Linked DNA regions of Sus scrofa: regions 1 and 2 are each linked to region 3. A link is a contact called in public HiChIP or PLAC-seq data. All regions are on one chromosome and are shown on one strand. The core of a region is the stretch at or near the end of the contact, and the rest is flanking DNA. Distances in the headings are between cores, read along the strand shown. Region 1 overlaps SRGAP2 (SLIT-ROBO Rho GTPase-activating protein 2). Region 2 overlaps SRGAP2 (SLIT-ROBO Rho GTPase-activating protein 2). Region 3 has its middle 23 kb from the start of SRGAP2.

Evidence for each region. HiChIP or PLAC-seq counts read pairs in DNA pulled down with a chosen protein or histone mark.
Region 1: a contact with region 3 is called in an H3K27ac HiChIP or PLAC-seq map of alveolar macrophages. The contact joins two enhancer-like sites. A contact is called at or near these places in 2 of 47 Hi-C or Micro-C datasets (embryonic fibroblasts and mesenchymal stem cells) and 1 of 2 datasets of contacts at active chromatin or transcription factors (alveolar macrophages).
Region 2: an H3K27ac HiChIP or PLAC-seq map of alveolar macrophages shows a contact between it and region 3. The contact joins two enhancer-like sites. A contact is called at or near these places in 1 of 47 Hi-C or Micro-C datasets (embryonic fibroblasts) and 1 of 2 datasets of contacts at active chromatin or transcription factors (alveolar macrophages).

The regions. Positions count from the first base shown.
Region 1 is chr9:66,956,827-66,960,801 of Sscrofa11.1, reverse strand. All of the region lies in intron 3 of SRGAP2 (SLIT-ROBO Rho GTPase-activating protein 2), which reads right to left. Among named protein-coding and RNA genes, the nearest start is that of FAM72A, 120 kb to the right of the region's middle. Within about 2 kb of position 1,656, at least 7 of the 83 cell types and tissues checked have an H3K27ac peak or open chromatin away from gene starts, as enhancers often do. A contact at or near this core is called in alveolar macrophages, where this site is marked.
Region 2 is chr9:67,016,420-67,020,784 of Sscrofa11.1, reverse strand. All of the region lies in intron 4 of SRGAP2 (SLIT-ROBO Rho GTPase-activating protein 2), which reads right to left. Among named protein-coding and RNA genes, the nearest start is that of IKBKE, 100 kb to the left of the region's middle. Within about 2 kb of position 2,479, at least 12 of the 83 cell types and tissues checked have an H3K27ac peak or open chromatin away from gene starts, as enhancers often do. A contact at or near this core is called in alveolar macrophages and embryonic fibroblasts, where this site is marked.
Region 3 is chr9:66,813,300-66,817,417 of Sscrofa11.1, reverse strand. No RefSeq gene overlaps it. Among named protein-coding and RNA genes, the nearest start is that of SRGAP2, 23 kb to the left of the region's middle. Within about 2 kb of position 1,682, at least 3 of the 83 cell types and tissues checked have an H3K27ac peak or open chromatin away from gene starts, as enhancers often do. A contact at or near this core is called in alveolar macrophages and embryonic fibroblasts, where this site is marked.

The DNA.
Region 1 (3,975 bases), core at 407-2,906, 140 kb before region 3:
AGGTCACACACGTGGCTCGGATCTGGTATGACTGTGGCTGTGGCGTAGGCCAGTGGCTACAGCTCTGATTTGACCCCTAGCCTGGGAACCTCCATATGCAGCCCTTAAAAAAAAAAAAAATTTCAGGAGTTCCCGTCGTGGCGCAGTGGTTAACGAATCCGACTAGGAACCATGAGGTTGCGGGTTCGGTCCCTGCCCTTGCTCAGTGGGTTAGCGATCCGGCGTTGCCGTGAGCTGTGGTGTAGGTTGCAGACACGGCTCGGATCCTGCGTTGCTGTGGCTCTGGCGTAGGCCGGTGGCTATAGCTCCGATTCAACCCCTAGCCTGGGAACCTCCATATGCCGCGGGAGCGGCCCAAAAAATAGTAACAACAACAACAAAAAGACAAAAGACAAAAAGACAAAAAAAAAAAAAAAAAAAAAAATTTCACACAGCTAGTAGGTAGAAAATTCAGGATCACAAGCCCAGGAAATCTGGTTCCAGAACCTGTGATCTTGACAATCACCTTCTGCAGTGATGATAATTACATCAGCTACTATTTTTTTGAGCATCTAGTAAGTTACAGGCATTAGGCTGATGCTTTCTATGTATTATATCTCATCTTTAGAACAACTCTTCAAGGCAAGCGTGACTCTCCACATTTCACGGATGAGAAAACTGAAGTGAGACGAGGTTAAGAGACTTGGTCAAGGTCACACAGCTGTAAGTGGCAGATCCAAATGTGTCTGGAATAAAGCTCTCGGTTTTTTTCTGCTAAGCCACAAAGCCTTCCAAAGAGATTTCATATGAATTCTTTCTCTGTTCAAAAGACAGGCCACCCCTCTGTCTTGATGGTCCCCCAAACTGCCTTGTATCTCTTCTATCCACCCTCTTTCATCCATGTGAGGAGACTGCCCAACTCTTCCGAAAAGGACCCAACTGTCGGAGATCCCGTTGAGGCGCAGTGGTTAACGAATCCGACTAGGAACCATGAGGAACCAAGTCCCTGCCCTTGCTCAGTGGGTTAACGATCCAGCGTTGCCGTGAGCTGTGGTATAGGCTGGCAGCTGTAGCTCCAGTTCAACCCCTAGCCTGGGAACCTCCATATGCCGCGGGAGCGGCCCAATAAATAGCAAAAAAAAAAAAGGACCCAACTGTCACTTAAGGTTCTATATGGCCCAGGCCTGTGAAAAAGTCACCAACAGACCTTTTGTTAGTCTCTAAATAAAGTCAGCTTGAGTCACGGCAAAAGAAAGCCAAGCTTTGCTCAACACCAGATGCTAATTGTGGGCAAAACCTTCCTCAGAGGGACAGACAGCTCCCAAATGTGTCCCAAATGAATGAGTGACACACTGGTCCCAGGAAGTAAGGGGTTCTACCTTCTGGCAGTTTCATGCTTCCTCCTGCTTCCTCCCCCAAATCACCCCATACTCAAAGGGGAACTTTCTGGTTCTCCACCCCTTCCTGATTGGCAGTCACGGCTATAACATTCTCCCTGGCCAGCTAACTTTGTTTTTCAAACTAATGCTACCCTAGGAGGCTGATGAACAACTTTGAACTCACTTCCAGAGGAGAAATCCATCCGCAAGAGGTGATGTAACTGCAGAGACTGTGCACGTTCAAATACTGGGCCCAAGGCCAAGAACGTGGACACTACACGGATTTCTCTTTAATTAACTGTGTACCTAACCTCCCCTGGAAAGGAGTATTGCAGGTTGAACATCTACCAGATTCCTGAGATACCTAAGCCCTACTCCCTCACATCCCTTCCAATAGTTACACTCTTCAGAACCAGCCAGATAAGCAGATTCACATTCTGTGTGCATTTCCTTAATAAACTACTTATTCAAGGTGAGCAAGAATAGGATATTGTCTCGTTCCCATCCCCAGGACCTAGCTCAATGCCGGTACAGAATTAGGTCCCCCAAGTGTGTCCTGAATGAATGAACAAATAAATATATCTTTCAAATTCCTTTTCACTCTCTGCAATCTGAGGACCACAGATACAATGAATACTTCCCTTTTATAATGCCTAAACCCTTACTGTGGGAAATCCATTATTTCCACAGCCTCAACCATCGTCTCTCTATGAATATGCCCAAATCTCCATCACCTCAACAATCCACACGTTTGTCCTGAATACAGTCCTTCATTTTCCATCAGTTACAGAAATATCAGCTTCCATCTCCTTCCAATATCGTTTTTTTTTTTTTTGTTTTTTTTTTTTTTGGTCTTTTTAGAGCTGCACCCGCAGCATACGGAGATTGCCAGGCTAGGGATCATCGGAGCTGTTGCCACTGGCTTACGCCACAGCAATACCAGATCCGAGCCACATCTGCGACCTACACCACAGCTCACGGCAATGCTAGATCCTTAACCCACTGAGCGAGGCCAGGGATCGAACCCGCCACCTCATGCTTCCTAGTCGGATTCCTTTCCGCTGCGCCACGACAGGAACTCCTCCTTCCAATATCTTAAACTCAACCTCCAAAACCCAGATTTCTCATATTCCAGCCCTTCAAAACCAGCTCCTTCGCCTAACTTTGGTATTTCTATTAAAGGCCCCATTAATCTACCAATCACCCAAGTCCAAAAGAAACTTCGCAGCCCTCTTTCTTTTGTGCCTCCAAGGTTACTTGAAACCCAAATCCCATCAGTGAGCAATTCCCGCAGACTCTTCCTGCACCAGGTGTTTTCCATTTGTCTCTAGACTGTAAGCTCCAAGAGCACAGGGAACAGATCTGTCTGCTGGGCATGTGTCTGGCACATGGTACGAGCACAATACATACTTGCTAAATGGACTGAAGGATCAATTTCTATTCTTTTCGTTCCCACCCTCCCAGCCTAATTTAGATCCTTCCTACCTCCTGTGACAACTGGTTTCACTGTCTCAAGTTCTTCACCATGGAGCAAACCACCACCATTAAGGTTAATCTTCCTTAAGCAGAGTTCACACCTTAGCTTGGACCCTAGCAGCTTCCAGTGTCCACGGCATAGACCCAAATCTTAGTCAAGAGTCAACGTTTGCCACGATACGGTCTTCACTACTTTTGTCTAGTCTCTCCATATATACACATAACCCCAACCAAGCCAGTCGCCTAACTGTACCCCAAAAGTGCTTTGTACTTTCCTCCTGACTATAATATCTTCCCCTTTCCGCTCTCTCCATTTATCAAAAATCAATTTGTAATCAAGGACTGGTTCACATCCCGTTTCCTCCCTGAAAGCTTCCTGACTCATCAACTGCGCATCCCGCTTTCTGTAGTACATACTTGGTACTGACCCCATCTTGCCTTATACTGAAGATTTGTGTTATTATGTCAGGCATGATTTATCCCTGATTGGATTATAAACTCATGCAGGAAAGATACATGACGTCTTATTCTTTGCATCTCTCTCCTCTAAGAGTCTAGAGGAAGACCTTGAAAATGTTCAACCAGGAGTTCCCATCGTGGTGCAGTGGTTAACAAATCTGACTAGGAACCATGAGGTTGCAGGTTTGATCACTGGCTTTGCTCAGTGGATTAAGGATCCGGCGTGGCCGTGAGCTGTGGTGTAGGTCGAAGACGCAGCTCGGATCCAATGCTGCTGTGGCTCTGGCGTAGGCCGGCAGCTATAGCTCCGATTAGACCCCTAGCCTGGGAACCACATGCCATGGGAGTGGCCCTAGAAAAGGCAAAAGGACAAAATAAATAAATAAATAAATAAAAATGTTCAACCAGGAATTCCCATTGTGGCGTAGCAGAAATAAATCCAACTAGTATCCATGAGGTTTTGGGTTTGATCTCTGGCCCTACTCAGTGGGTTAAGGAGCCAGTGTTGCTGTGAGCTGTGGTATAGGTTGCAGATGTGGCTTGGATCCTGCGTTGCTGTGGCTGTGGTGTAGGCTGGCAGCTGTAGCTCCAATTCGACCCCTAGCCTGGGAACCTCCATACACCTCGGGTATGGCCCTAAAAAGCAAAAATAAATAAATAAATTTTTAAAAAGCAAAAAAAA
Region 2 (4,365 bases), core at 1,230-3,729, 200 kb before region 3:
ATGGAGGTTCCCAGGTTAGGGGTCTAATCAAAGCTACAGCTGCCAGCCTGCACCAAAGCCACAGCAATGCCAGATCCTTAACCCGCTGAGCCGAGGCCAGGGATCAGACCTGAAACCTCAGGTTCCTAGTCGGATTCGCTTCTCTGTGCCACAACAGGAACTCCCAATTAGATACATTTTTAGGCTGAAACATTATGCTTTCACATAATCACAAGAATAAAATAATATAGCTGCATTTAATTCATAGACGTAATTGAAAGTGGAAACTCCATCAGAAGATAACCATATAAACTCCCTCAGGTTATAGTTCACAGATGAGCCCCAAAAGTTGAAATGACTTTTCCAGGGTCACATAACTGTACTCAGAGGGGTGAAACACACAGGCTCCAGAGTAGGATTTGAATCCCGTTTCCACTTCCCAATTGTGTGACCTTGGGTAAAATCTCTAACCATTCTATGCTTCAGTTTCCACGTCTGTAAAAGAGGACAATAAATTGATAATCCATGTAAAGTGCTTAAGACTGAATCTAGCACTTGGTATGCTCAATAAATGTTAGCTATTATTAATACTAGGGTCCAGGTCTCTCAATACCCACTGGATGCTCTACCACACTGGGCTGCCTCTGTAGGTACCCTCGAAACATGAAATGATCATGATATGTGGAATTGGTAGAGCCCCCAGAAGTTAATCCCCAGGCAGGATTGCAGCTAACTCCCTCCAAGGAAGGGGCTCGCTCAACCGCAGGGAAGAAGAATCTTTGGCTCTCCTAACGCTCTTGCTGCACCATCTAGTCCCCTCCCCAGTTTCAGTAAAGACCAAAGTAAAAATGACTCTGTAAGATATATGCAGATTTCCTACGGGGTGTTTAGCCACAAGGAGGAAACTGGAGGAGGTATGTTGAGCAAAATAAAAAAGGACAGAATTCCTTTCTAGCTCTCTGGGTAGTTTCAACAGAAACGATCCTTCTCAGATGCACAACCAGGACATGGTTCAATTGGGGTCATAAATTAAATGTCCAAAGGTAGGTGCTCCCAACTGCTTAGGTCAGAGAAGACAAAAAAATGTCCAGGACTAAGTTCTGATTTAATGAAATCCAAGAGCTTTCTCCTCTAGGGCATGTGTTTGTGAAAGCCATTTCCTTAAGGCTTTCCCAGAAGTTCTGGAATGCATGAGTAGTCAGACTTCATCACCCACCAGTACTGCTAAGTGAGCCCTGGGAGAAAATCCATTCTTTGCCATGACAGTGAACTCTGTGGATTGAACATCGACCTCCCGCGGCCGCTTACTATGCTGTTCCAACTGACCAGAGCCTCTTGTCAGGGAAACCTATGATTAGGACAAGACTGAGTCCCACTGGACTGGGGCAGGGGTGGGGTGGGAGTGAGGGAGTAGGACAAGGTTGAAGGCCCTCTGCTCTCCCAAAACCTTAGATGGCACAGTCTAAAACACGGTCCTCTAACCATCTGAATGTCCCTCCATGGCTGTTTCAATCTTTTGGATGGCCTATTCTAATGCTAAGAAAATAAGCTGAAAGCAACGTCCCTACAAGGAAAGAGACAATCAAGTCTGAGGCTTCATTTCTTAAACCATCACTGTGATCCTTCTCTTGGCAAATTTCCATCTTTAGCTCTTGGGGATAATGATTTCAGTGGGAGTGTAATATTGTCTTTAGGCCCTGATCTCCAGTGCCCAAGGACTTCGTGAGGTCATATTGAGGATGAGTGATCACCCCGTGTCTCAGGCAGGACACTAAAGTCATAAAACAGTGTCTTGATGACCATGGCTCCTTGGGTAGACTGGGACACAGGACAAAAGACACAAACGCAAACAGGCAATCTGAAAGCACAAATCTCTCAGCAGCTCTAAAATGAACTCTGGAAGAAAAACAGTCAATGGGGAGTTCCCGGCGTGATGCAGAGGAAACAGGTTCGACTAAGAACCATGAGATTGCAGGTTTGATCCCTGGTCTTGCTCAGTGGGTGAAGGATCCGGTGTTGCTGTGAACTATGGTGCAGGTTGCAGATGTGGCTAGGATCTGGCATTGCTGTGGCTCTGGCGTAGGCTGGCAGCTGTAGCTCCGATTGGACCCCAAGCCTGGGAACCTCCATATGCCTTGGGTGTGGCCCTAAAAAGACAAAAGACAAAAACAAAACAAACAAAAAAACCCCCAAAAAACAACAGCCTATCCATGGCTTGCAACTGGGCAAGAAGGGGGAAATAAAAAAGCCAGAATGATAGGATGTGTATAAGCATATGCCCGCCTACAATAAGGAATTCCCAGGGGATGGGGGATGGGAAGAATACCCCTGCGGCTCCCAGATGACTGGGAGAAGGCTGGAAGAACAAGAGTTAATAAAGTCCATCTGAACGTTGGCAGCGTGAACAGGGAAAGGAGCCACGCAGCCTGGTAGGAAGTAAGTCAGTCAGCAGCACCCATACAGGAAATGCCTGGGGCACTGGGAAAATCGCTGATTAGATACTTTAGGAAAGAGGAACCCAGCAGCAAAGTCAGTTCATAGACTGAGTTGTAGTACTTTTGGAGTTCCCTTAGACTCTCACTGTCCAGAAAGCAAAGGAGGCTCCAGGGGATTCCACTGGGGAAAATGGGGTTTCCTGACACTCCAGGTGCCACAGTTGGACCCAGAGAAGCATAAAGCCAACTCTGGGAGACAAGCAGAGCAGTGCACTCCCCAGGGGCTGGGGTGGTGCTCTGAGCCTGGACTGTTTCCTTGGTGACAGTGGTCTGTACCCTCTTGTCTTTGTCACGCTATGTCATGTGCATAGTCACTCCCAGCAGTCTACATACAACTAAGAAAATCTACATCCGTGGGGGAAGGTACCGTGGTCTCCCTTGCCAGTACCTCATCCCAAGTGAAAAATCCCTGAATTGTGAGAAGGAGGATGTCTTGAGTTTGGACCTGACTCCAGCTCTGTTTTCTCACCTAACTGCTTCAAATACTTCCTCTTTAATTCAAGCTTTATAAATTTTCCTGGTACACCACAAAGAACTTCTATCTGCTTACAACTGTTAGGCATAGCGCCGTGTAGGCTGGGTTTGTTCACTGTTTTTCATATCTCCTAAATCTTTACTCATTTTTTGTGTGTTTGTTTTTGTCTAGTTGTGTGATCATTCACTAAGACAGGTGTATTAGATCTCTCACTGGGGTTGATGATCAATTTTCCTTTAAACTCTGTTCATTTTTTGATTTATAGGCTTTAAGGCTGCATTTAAGTATATACTTCTTCCTGGTAACTTAAATCTTTAATTATTATGAAATGTCCTTCTTAATCTCTAATAATACTTTTTGTATTAAAATCTATCTGGTCTGATTTTATCAGAACTATCGTTTCCTATCATTTTGCTTTAACTCTTTCTTTTCTTTTTTTTTTTCTGCTTTTTAGGGCCACACCCATGGCATATGGAGGTTCCCAGGCTAGGAGTCGAATTGGAGCTACAGCTGCGGCCTACGCTACAGCCATGGCGACACAGGATCTGAGCCACGTCTGCAACCTACTCTACACTCATGGCAATGCCAGATCCTTAACCCACTGAGCGAGGGCAGGGATCGAACCTGCAACCTAAGGTTCCTAGTCAGATTCGTTGCCACTGAGCCACATCAGGAACTCCTTTTTTTTTTTTTTTTTAACTCTTTCTATATCTTTATATTATGGTACTACTTTTATAAGCAATGTAAGCTTCAGTTTTGTTTATTTAGAATCTGTTTTTTAATTTTGCATTAGTCTGTTTGTGCTTATTGTAATTACCTATACATCTAGGTTTAAATCCACTTAATAGTTTATGATATTTGTTCTTCTTATCTCTACAGTCCCTTTTCTCTCATTTTTTTACCTTCTTTTTTCCCTTCCACTTAAAAAAAATTCAGTGAAAGTCACTCTTTTTGGTTTATTCTACGTGTTTTGACCAATGTACCCAAGTGTGTAACCAGCACCACAATTAAGACATAGACATCATTCACTTCACTCAGGCTGCCCCTTTGTAGCTGAACTCTCCTCCACCCATAACCCCTGAAAGCCAATGCTGTGCCCTACATTCCTACAGCTTTGTCTTTACCAGAATCTTTCAGGCTATTTTGTATTTATCGTTTCCCCTTCTCTTAGATTGGCAGAGATACTAATTCTTTAGTGAAAACCCTAAAGTAAATACACATCCTTGACTTGCCAGAGTCTAATATAAATTAATCCTCTTACCACTTGCTGAGCAATACCTTCAAACCCATTTCTCCATCTCTGCCTAGACATGGATTCTATTGTTGCCATTTACATAAATTTTACATATGTTTAAAACCCCATAAGAGATTATTTCTTAAAGTTGGTATTCATTTAGATGTACGCTCACATATTGT
Region 3 (4,118 bases), core at 433-2,932:
CTGGAGCTCTTTCAAATACACCCCACATCTTCCTCTACTCCAGGGCCTACTGCAGCAGTCTGCTATTTGGTCTCTGGTTGCTTTCTGTATCAGTGAGAGTTCAGTTGCAGATAACAGGCTGGCAGCTACACCTCCAATTCAACCCCCAGCCTGGGAACCTCCATAAGGGTGCTGCCATAAAAAGACCCCCCCCCCAAAAAAAGAATAGATCTAACTCCAGAGTTCCCATTGTGGCTCAACGGTAATGAACCTGACTAGCATCCAGGAGGACTCGGGTTTGATTCCTGGCCTCCCTCATTGGGTTAAGGATCTGGTGTTGCTGTGAGCTGTGGTATAGGTCACAGATGCAGCTCTGATTCAACCCTTTGTCTGGGAACTTCTATGTGCTTCGGGTGCGGCCGTAAACAAACAAACAAATCTAAGTACCCATTTATGGGTCTTTGAGTTCAAGAATACTTCTTTTTCCCTCCCCACTTCCTCTTACAGACCGTACATGAAAGACTTGTGAGATGCTGAAAGTTGGGCCTTCTCTCTTTTCTGGTTGCTGTCTATAGGATGAGTGAACACTATGAACCCCACCAGGAAAAGGAGGGAGGGTATAGCATCGCTGTTCCAAGAGAAGTATATTCTCCTTTAAATATCCAATTTGATGCCTGATGATAACACTTTATGAAGAAAAACCAAAGGCAAAATCAATATTTATTTGTCCCCTAGTTACAAGGGGTATATGTTCTTCCAGATCTCAGGGAAAGAAGAGCCGTCATACCCTTCCCCATGTTTCATGGAAGGTTTGGAGAAGAGTAAATGAAAAGCAAATGCTTAGCAGCCTGCCGCAGCTTTTTCTCTCCTGTCTGTCAAAAAATTAATGCTGATCAGGCCTCTGTAAAGGGAAAATACCCATCGCTGTTTATACCGTCGTTAATTTGAGACTGAATTCTTACTGACAGTGAACTTGTGTTTCTCAAATATAAAAATGTGAATGTATTTCCATTTAGCCCTTGTCTAGGACTGTGAATCAAATGTTGGTGGTGAAATGAAATGGACATATTCACCCTTTTGCAGTTCAGTGGTTGCAAGGAGGCCTAAAGCTGCAGAAGCCATGTGCTGGGAGAATGATTGCATTGATTAAATGCCAATTACTCCTGGACTCTTTTCAAAGGCTTCTGCTGTAGAGTTGAAACTGGGCTTTCTGTCTCATATTAGATTGGATCTCTATAATCCTAGGTGATGGCTGGTTTGGGAGCTCCAGCAATTACTTATGTCAGGTACTTTAATCAATAGCGTGCTTACTATTAGAACAAGTCTCCACACCCACTATGAAGCATTACTCAGGCTCTGTTTCCCCAGCCCCCACCCCAGGCACATGAACCTGAACTGCTTCTTTTTTTTTCTTTTCTGCTTTGTAGGGCCACACCTGCAGCATATGGAAGTTCCCAGGCTAGGGGTCAAATTGGAGCTGCAGCTGTTGGCCTGCAACACAGCCACGGCAACAGCAAATCCAAGCTGCACCTGCAACCTACACAACAGCAGCTCACAGCAACGCCAGATCTTTAACCCACCGATTGAGGCCAGGAATCGAACCTGGATCCTCATGGATACTAGTGGGGTTCATAACCTGCTAAGCCATAATGGGAACTCCCATGACCCTAGCTTCTGACCCACAGATGATGAAGTCACGCTGGTGAATCATCCTCAGCGGATGGGGGCAGCCCTCCATCCCCCAGGCAGACCTTTACCCCAAACAAGGGCCTGTCTGGAGAGATGATGGATCCTATCAGCCCAGCCATACCTGTCTCACTGTTCCACTGGGTATCAATCTTCTGGCTGGCAGCCTGCTGGCAATTAATTCTCCTATTAACAGGTGCTTCCAGCAGCAAATACTTAGAAAGGGCCTATGCTTGCATGTGGTCCCAAGGAAATTCTTTCCGACAAAGTTTTGGATCTAAGCATCACCATAGACTGATTTTGCCACCATCTCTGAACTATCCAGCAGACTATGAGAAGAAAGGACGGAAGGCTGAGCTAAAAGGGTGACTGAGTCACCAACTGGCTGAGCGACCTTAGACATCTTATTTCAAAACAGGGGGGTTGAGCAATTGGTCTTCTGAGATCCTTTCCAAGTCTAGCAGCCTATGGATTAATTTCATTTGTGCGGAGAGATTCTTATTCATTTGTCAGAGGCAATGGTATTAGTTTGCTAGGTCTGCTCTAACAAAGCACCACATCTGGGTGGCTTAAACAACATATGCTTATTATCTCACAGTTTGGGAGGCTAGAAGCCCAAAATCAGGATGTTGGGAGGGTTGGTTCTTTCTGAGGGCTGTGAGAGAAAGATCAGCTTGCACAGGGATGTCTAGTCAATATTCTGTGAGAGCCTATATGGGAAAAGAATCTGAAAAAGATTGGATGTGTGTATATGCATAACTGAATCACTCTGCTGTACAGCAGAAATTATCACAACATTGTAAATCAACTCTGCTTCACTGATGTTTTTTAAAATGAAAAAAAGAAAAAAAAGAGGAGGATCAGTTTCAGGCCTCTGTATAGCTGTCTTCCATCTTCACGGGTGTTCTTCCTTTCTCTCTGTCTGTCTCCAAATTCCCCCCCCCCCCTTTTTTGTCTTTTTGCCATTTCTTGGGCCGCTCCCGCGGCATATGGAGGTTCCCAGGCTAGGGGGTCTAATCAGAGCTGTAGCCGCCGGCCTACACCAGAGCCACAGCAACTCGGAATCCGAGCCGCGTCTGCGACCTACACCACAGCTCACGGCAACGCCGGATCCTTAACCCACTGAGCAAGGGCAGGGACCGAACTCGCAACCTCATGGTTCCTAGTCGGATTCGTTAACCACTGTGCCACGACGGGAACTCCCAAATTTCCCCTTTTTATAAGGACACCAGTTGTACTGGATGAGGGCCTACCCTGATGGTCTCTTTTTAATTTGATTACCTCTGTGAAGACCCTTTCTCCAAATCAGTTCACATTCTGAGGTACTGGGGGTTAAATAAATAAATAAATAAATATTTGGGAAGATGCAATCCAACCCATAACGGCAATTAAATATCAATGATTGGTAAGGAATAAAGAATAAGTGTTTGACTGATGCTAAGGCTGATGACCAACGGGGGCACAATCGGCTAGCAAATAAGTATAGACTGTTGAATTTATTTTATACACTGCATTGGCTTAAATCCACAAGGACTACTAACCTTTATCTCCATGTACGGATTCGGGGTAAGAATTGGCTGTGAATCCCTTTGTCCCTGAAATTCTTAGCTTTGCTGTACTTTCTAATGTTTTCCTCTGTTTTTATAATTGAAGATGAGACTTCTTGAAAAGTCCTATGACTATTTAATGAATTATTGCTCAAAGGAGCCTCCTGGAAGTTAACGAAATAGGTAAGCTAGGAGTTCCCGTTGTGGCTCAGTAGTTAATGAATCCGACTAGGAACCATGAGGTTGTGGGTTCAATCCCTGGCCTTGATCAGTGGGTTGAGGATCCGTTGTTGCCATGAACTGTGGTGTAGGTTGCAGACGCGGCTCGGATCCCGCATGGCTGTGGTGTAGACCGGCAGTTACAGCTCCGATTCGACCCCTAGCCTGGGAACCTCCATATGCTGCAGGAGCGGCCCTAGAAAAGGCAAAAAGACACACACACACACACACACACACACACAAAATAGGTAAGCTATTAGTTAATTAATGACCCTATCGAGGTTTGATTGAGTTTGACCATCAGAGGAAATCATTATGAATGGAATATGCTTTTCTGGGCTGATATGTGTCTCCTGATCACATAATGCTATTTCTATATTAGGAAGAGAGAAAAGGGATGCATTTGGTGCTGCTGACTCACACCTACACATTTGGCTTTAATGGAAATAAATGAAAGAGCTCACTCAATAGGAACAAAGGCAGATTGGGGTGGAACAGGGTAATGTCTCTAAAGAAAATGACTGGGAGTTCCCGTTGTGGCTCAGCGGAAATGCACTTGAATAACATCTATGAGGACGCAGGTTGAATCCCTGGCTTCGCTCAGTGCGTTAAGGATCTGGCATTGCGTGAGCTGTGGTTTAAGTTGCAGACGAGGCTTGGATCCTGCATTGCTGTGGCTGTGATGTA